Linked DNA regions of Pan troglodytes: region 1 is linked to region 2. The links are chromatin contacts, called in public HiChIP or PLAC-seq maps. All regions are on one chromosome and are shown on one strand. Each heading gives the region's core, a stretch centred on a gene start, on an enhancer-like site or on the middle of the called end of the contact. The rest is flanking DNA. Distances are from core to core; before and after follow the strand shown. Region 1 holds the start of SNRPE (small nuclear ribonucleoprotein polypeptide E). Region 2 holds the start of PLEKHA6 (pleckstrin homology domain containing A6).

Region 1 (3,596 bases), core at 136-2,635, 520 kb before region 2:
CCTGCCTCGGCCTCCCAAAATGCTGGGATTACAGGCGTGAGCCTGGCCGCTTTGTGTAGTTTAAAAATCACTTTCAACTCAACCCCTTTCTGAAGTCGTTATTACTATTATCCCCATTAAACAGAAGCCCTCAGAAAAGCTAATTTTGATTCTGCCATTTGCCCTAATCCGTGTTCCCTTAGGCAAGTCCTTTCAAAAGTCTAAACTTCAGTTTCCTCCTCTATAACATGTGTATGCCAATTAAATGAAATCTCTGCCAGGCCACAAGCCATGACACAATGGAAAGGTAGGTGGACTTTGGGGTCAGGCACACCTAACAAATTCCAGCTGCTCCACTTAGTAGCTGTGTTATCCAGGGAAGGACATGTTCTGACACTGGCTGACGCCTAACTGTGTGCACACATAGACAATTATTTCATTGAATCTTCAAGCCCCTGAGTAAAGTTAATCTTTACTATAATCTCCGTTTTGGAAACTAAGCCAAGACATGGCGAGGCTGAGTAATTTATCCTTGGTCACCCAACTCTAAAAGAGCTGGATTTGCGCCCAGCATGTGGATTTCAGCGTCTTCCTGGTAAATCGCCACCCTCAGTTGCCACCTGAACAGTAACTCTCCACGAAATGGATGAGAGTTGAATCCGTAACTGGAGGGAACCAGGCATCTGGCTTTGGAATGCAGACCGCCCCTGGCCGACTGCCAGAGGTGGGAGGCCTGAAGTTTGGGCTCCTTGCCGCCCTACCCTTTCCACCACAACGCTGCTATCAAGCCTAAACTCCAGCAAAATAGGCTTTAGGAAAGGCACGAAATTAACTCATTTTACACATAGAGATACACACTGGGACGATTTTGGCTTTTCAAGCTAACTCAGAAAATGGAGATACAGGCCGGGCGCGGTGGCTCACGCCTGTAATCTCAGCACTTTGGGAGGCCGAGGCGGGCGGATCATGAGGTCAGGAGATCGAGACCATCCTGGCCAACATGGTGAAACCCCGTCTCTACTAAAAACACAAAAAATTAGTCGGACGTGGTGGCAAGCGCCTGTAGTCCCAGCTACTCGGGAGGCTGAGGCAGGAGAATCGCTTGAACCCTGGAGGCTGAGGTTGCAGTGAGCTGAAATCGCGCCACTGCACTCCAGCCTGGGCGACAGAGCGAGACTTCGCCTCAAAAAAAAAAAAGAAAAGAAATTGGAGACAGGACGGCACTCCCCATACCACGGCCACTATACAACCGAAGGCACCTCCTCCCGCCTCCCTCCAAGTGGCGCTGTAGGACCGGCCCACCTTCCACAGCGCAGCCGCCTCAGTTTGGCCTCCCTCGGAGGCCATGCAGCGGAGAAACGTGACTTCATGGCTAGAGGGGCATTTCCCAGGAGCCGCCCATGCCGCCGCGTGACCTTCACACTTCCGCTTCCGGTTCTTTATTCCGGAAGTTGCTCTCAGAGGCCGCGTGCGGTTGTTCGCTTTGTGAAATTCCACCATGGCGTACCGTGGCCAGGGCCAGAAAGTGCAGAAGGTTATGGTGCAGCCCATCGTATCCTACGCGGGATGTCAGGACTAGGAGGTTCGGGTCAGAATACGGGGTGCGAAGGCGCAGGCTGAGAGCAGGCCTGGGATAGCGGAGTACGGATCCACATCCCATGAGCCCCCGGGGCTACCAAGACTGGAAGAAAGCGCGGGTAGTTGAACCGTGATGGTGGGGAGGTGGTCTTGGGTGGACCCCTGCCGTGGGGAATGCAGGAATGGACGCGGCAAAAGGAGGGAAGAGAACTTTAGGTGCGGAGTGAAAACGGGAGTTAACGGTTTTGGGAAACTCCAGGGGAATGAAAGTGGAATGGATGTTCTTTAGTCTTTAGAAGACCCCTAATGAATGCCCAGCTGGGCACTTGTTGTTTGCGTAAGCACCAGACCTCGCGTTTAGTAAACAAAGGTGAGACGGGAATAGGGTCGTCCAGTTGTTTCAGGAAGCAGAGTCTATGCTGCTTTTGTATTTTTTCCTTAGCCACTGTGGTGCAGAACCTCATCTTCAGATACTTACAAAATGTACGTAAGTTGCTTGTTTCGTAACTACTTTTTAAATAAGAGGTGAACTGATTTAGTTTTTTGTGTTAACCTGAGCGATTGCTGTGTTCTAGAATTTAAAAATAGATGTAACTGGAGATTGGAGGGTAATTGAGGGGAAGGAGTACTTAGCACTAATGTGATGAAGTGGTGTGTATCCATGCCACTTCCCAACATGCAAAGAATTGTATCCATTACTTTGCAAGATCAAAAATACTTTTTAATTCCAAAAAGTATTATTAGCAGACTTGACCATGGTATTTGGGCATCAGTAGTTTTGTTAGTAGTGATTATGGCTAGAACATTGGAACCTCTCCCCTTTAGGATGAAACATTGGAAGAAAAACCCAGCCAACTTAAACCATGTCAAGAGGTGGTGTGTTTAATACCTGTGGGAAAACTTAAAGACGAAAAAAGGAAGAGAGAAGGGGTAGCTTCAGAGGAGTTTAGTGGCAGCTGCTTTCCTTTGAGGGAAGTTTTAGCAACTTAAATTTTATAGTGTGATAACACAACTGAAAAACATTAATTTCAGGTGATAATAATTTTTAACCACCTGAATTGAGGGCTCCTGTCCTAGTTGTTAGGTGTGTGACATGAGAAAGCTTTGTTTTGGAACTGGATTTTGCTGCAGGAGATAAGCCCTTGGTCATTAGAAATTACTGCTTTGTGCTATGCTGTCAAAAACTTTCACTCTTAATAGATTGAGACCAGAAGCAGTAAGAAATATTGAGTCCCAAAATCACAGGAAAATTATTAGCTTATACAGTTCCAATATAGAACTTATTAAATGAAAATTCTCTTTGAGGTTATTATTATTGGTGAATAATTCTTAGATATGGGCTAAATAGTTAAAACTTTTGACTTACATTCATTACAATTTTTTTAGGAGCCATATTTCTCTTGTCGTTTGACCAAAATGGTTAGGTTTTGTATACTTCAATTTTTGGGGGGGCGGGGGGCGGGGAGATCTTGCTTAATGTTGCGCAGGCTTATATTGAACACCTGGCCATAAAGCGAATTATTCCGCTTTGGCATCCCAAAGTATGGGAACGGTGTGAATCGAGGCACCTGGCCTGTTTTTCTTTTCTTTTTTTTTTTTGAGACGGAGTCTCACTGTGCCCAGGCTGGAGTGCAGTGGCGCGATCTCAGCTCACTGCAACCTCTGCCTCCTGGGTTCAAGCGATTCTCCTGCTTCAGCGTCCCGAGTAGCTGGGACTACAGGCGTGCGCCACCACGCCCAGCTAATTTTTTTTGTATTTTTAGTAGAGATGGGGTTTCACCATGTTAACGAGGATGGTCTCTGTCTCTTGACCTTGTGATCCACCTCCCTCGGCCTCCGAAAGTGCTGGGATTACAGGCGTGAGCCACCGCGCCCGGCCCTATTTTTCTTTTTTTAACGTTTCCACTTTTATGATTATTTCAGAGATCGCGGATTCAGGTGTGGCTCTATGAGCAAGTGAATATGCGGATAGAAGGCTGTATCATTGTGAGTATCCAGGCGATTTCATCTCATAGCAGTTCGGTCGTAGAAAAAGACTT
Region 2 (3,840 bases), core at 149-2,648:
AGAGCAGAAGCTGGAGCGGGGAGGATCCCTCCCCGAAGGGAGCAGGTTGCAGTGCGAGCAGGGGTGTTGCCTCTCCGCTCCCAGCTCCGATCTTGCACTTGAACCACCGGCGGGGCCGGGGGCGGAGCCGCGCCGCCGCCTCGGAAGGTAATTTACAGCCCCGAGAACTCGCCGGCAGCGCCAAGTCCCCCAATCCAGGCGCACCGCGCAGAGAACCAGTTTGACTAAAAGAGCTTTGAATCAGGAACCTGGTGGACATGTCCAGCCACTGAACGGAAAAAGGGAAGTGATTAAACCTGGTTCTACTTGGTGGGAGGTTAGGAGAGGAACAAAGGTCAAAGGCACGGAAGCGTGGCGGGGCTGTGAGCAGCGAGGGGCCCGGGGAGCCTCTCCTAGCTCAGATGCCAGCCTGATTAGTCGAGCTAGTCCTTACCTTTCTTTCCCAGCACCTCCTCCAAGAAGTCTGCCATGACTAAGTAGAATCACAGGGAGACCTTAGAAATACTCAGAAACCAACAGCGTTTATGTCCCTCCATTCCATTCCCCCTAACTTGCACCAGAAATGGAAAAGGAAAAAGGAAGAAAAATGGAGAGAGAAGGGAATGTGTTATGTGTACAGAATGCAGACTGCAAGCATTTCATACTGGCATACCAAAAGCAGTATTGCTGGAGCCCACAGTTCTGCTATCTCAGGGTCTATATCAAAGTTAGCCAGCTTAGGCAACATAGCAAGACCCTGTCACTACAAATAATAAGAATAATTAATTAGCTGGATCTGGTGGCACGAGCCTGTAGTCCCAGCAACTCAGAACACTGTCAGGAGGATCACTTTGAGCCTGGGAGGTCGAGGCTGCGGTGAGCTATGATCCTGCCAGTATACTCCAGCTTGGGCAACAGAGCGAGACCCTGTCTCAAAAAAGAAAAAATGCTGAAGTCCATTTGGCTTTCCCAGCTTACTCCGGATCTGCCACTGGGGCTCCAGTTAGGTACATACAGTTCCAATCCATGTGCCAGGCCCAGGAGAATAATTAGACGATGAGAGAGACACCTGTGTTTAAAGGGAGCAATGTGTTCCATGACAGCTGGCAATTATCTGTTGGGCAAACATACGTTTTGTGAGCATTCCAGGAGACTTGATCCCCATTCCACATAGGTAATTCCTACTCATCCTTTCAGTGTCTACCCATGTGCCACCTCCTCCAGGAAGCCATTCCTGACACTACCCCGGAGAGATTTATATGTCCATCCTCCATGTGTCATGGCACCTGATGAATAACCCTATAGTAGCACTTATCACACTGTAATGCAATCCTTGATTTAGTCATCTGTCTCCTCCATTGGACTGTGTGCTCCTTGGGGCAGGAACTCCATCTTATCCATCTTTACAGCCCTGGCAGCTGCCTGCGGCACCAATTAACAATTTTTTTTTTTTTTTTTTTTGAGATGGAGTCTCGCTCTATCACCCAGGCTGGAGTGCAGTGGCATGATCTCGGCTCACTACAACCTCCACCTCCCAAGTTCAAGTGATCCTCTCACCTCAGCCTCCTGAGTAGCTGGGGCTGCAGGCACTCACTACCATGCCTGGCTAATTTTTTTTGTATTTTCAGTAGAGATGGAGTTTCACCATGTTGGCCAGACTGGTCTCAAATTCCTGACCTAAAGTGATCTGATCCACCCGCCTCAGTTTCCCAAAGTGCTGGGATAACAGGCATGAGCCACCGTGCCCAGACCAATTAACATTTGATGAATGCTTGATATGGTCATAACTGAGAACTACTCTTAACTCTAACCACAATCCTGTACTTTTGGACTTTATTTAGAGGCACTCTCAATATAACCATCAGCAACATCAGGGTGCGTGTGGGGAGATCTTTCTGGGAAAAGAAACAGCCTGTGATCCTTCTCATAGATCCCAAATTCTCAACCTGGAGGGTTTAAAGTGTATACATCTGATAGATGGTAAAGCTAGGAGATGCCTCAGAGAACATTTAGTCCAATCCTCTTGTTTTGAATATGGCAAGTGAGGAACAGAGAAGGGAAAGGGGCTGGTCAAGGTCACTGAGAAAGGTGGTGGCTGAAAAGGATCTGCCCACCAGTGTCTCAGGCCAGAGCTGTTTTCATTACATCCTTCGCACTCCAACACTGGAAATTGACTCTGCCAACATCCTGGCTGCCAGATCTAAGTTAAGTCCATTCTCCAGAAGCAGAAGACACGCAGAAACCCATGATGTCCAAATTCTTTCTCTCTTCTCAGATCCTACAAATTTCTAGTAGAGAAAGCTTCATTTGACAATGAAGCAGAGCTGCACCTGGGAAGCACAGATGAAGGTCTAGGTGCCCCTTCGTTTCTGAATTGGAGAAAGTTGGCAGATCAAGGTAGCAGACTCTGCCAGGCTGCAGTCCCCTGTCACCAGCCATATGAAACACCTGTAGGACTCATGCCACTGACAAAGCACAGAGCCACCTGCCTAGCCCCTGAGATGGCCAAGAATATAAACCGCCAGAGCTGCTGCCAAGATGCCTCAAGGGAAAATACCAGCAATCAGTGCACTCCCAGTCCAACCTGAGCAACCAGTAGGGGCAGCTGCTTGTGCTGAACATGGGCGGAAACAGGGGACAAGATGACATATATTTGAAAACATGTATTACACTACTGTCTTCTTTGAGCACCTCTTGATCTATTTTTCCACGAGATTTTTGTCTTGTTTAATGTCTAATCTAGCCTGGGGTTCCTGGGGACATTTACCTAGATGAGAAAAGGCCAGTGGCTCAGATTTGTAAATGTTTATTACTCATTTGAAATAAGAAATCACGTTCGAAAATATTTTCCTAACTGTGGTCTAGTCTCGCTAGTGACTTTTTGCATGCTAGTTCTTGTTTATCAGTTATGATTAGTATTGATACTGCTAGTAACGACATTTTAGCAAAAGAGCTAAAGACATGTAGAAAAAGAGTAGAAAACCCAAATAAAAGCAGCTATTGGTTCAACAATTACCTAGAAGAGAGAAGGAGGGTTGATAGATTAAAATGAAAATCATACATGGCTGGCAACTAAGTCAGAAATTTAGCTGTCTGATTGCTTTTCCCCCCACAGCAAATTTTTTTATCCCTTTAAAAATGTTTATTTATTTATTTATTTGCTTAGAAACAGGATCTCATTTTGTCACCCAGGCTAAGGTGGTGCAGTGGCACAATCAGAGCTCACTGTGACCTTGAACTCCTGGACTCAAGCGAGCATCCCACCTCAGCCTCCCAAAATGCTGGGATTACAGGAGTGAGCAAGTGCATCTGGCCTCTTTCATCTCTTTAAAAGGCAACCAAGCATTTGGAAAAAATATATCAGTAATATTTATAAATTATTCTGATTCTCCATTACATTCTGATGTCTTAATCACTTCAACATTACTATTTCTGGTTTGATATCTGTGGTAGGCTGAAAAACATCTCCTCAAAAGCTATCTGCATCAAATCCCTGGAATCTATTAATGTTCCCTTATTTGGAAAAAGGTCTTTGCAGATACAATTAAGAATCTTAAGATGAGAAAATCATCCTGGATTACTGGGGTGAGCACTAAATCGAATGACAAATGTCCTCGTAAGAGACACATAAGAAATGTCATAGAAGAGGTGGAAGTCATGTGACCATGAAAACAGAGATTGGAGTGATGTGGCCCCAAGTTAGGGAATGTTGGCAATCACCAAAAGTTAGAAGAGGCAAAGAGTACATTTTCCCCTAGAGCTTCCAGAGAGAGTGCAGCCCTGCCAATACCTGGATTTCATCCTGAACTGTGAGAGTATAAATTTCTATTGTTTTAAACCACCCAATTTGTAGTAATTTGT

The links. HiChIP or PLAC-seq counts read pairs in DNA pulled down with a chosen protein or histone mark.
Region 1: a contact with region 2 is called in an H3K4me3 HiChIP or PLAC-seq map of stem cell-derived excitatory neurons, with 3 times the contacts expected there. The contact joins the promoter of SNRPE here to the promoter of PLEKHA6 in region 2. A contact is called at or near these places in 3 of 7 Hi-C or Micro-C datasets (induced pluripotent stem cells and stem cell-derived neural progenitor cells) and 1 of 1 datasets of contacts at active chromatin or transcription factors (stem cell-derived excitatory neurons).

What each region holds. Positions count from the first base shown.
Region 1 is chr1:45,227,729-45,231,324 of NHGRI_mPanTro3-v2.0_pri, reverse strand. It overlaps SNRPE (small nuclear ribonucleoprotein polypeptide E), which reads left to right and starts at 1,385. Exons shown (of 5, transcript XM_001158544.7): 1 at 1,385-1,531; 2 at 2,014-2,040; 3 at 3,481-3,543. The coding sequence starts at 1,478.
Region 2 is chr1:44,710,093-44,713,932 of NHGRI_mPanTro3-v2.0_pri, reverse strand. It overlaps PLEKHA6 (pleckstrin homology domain containing A6), which reads right to left and starts at 1,398. Exons shown (of 27, transcript XR_010150977.1): 1 at 1-1,398.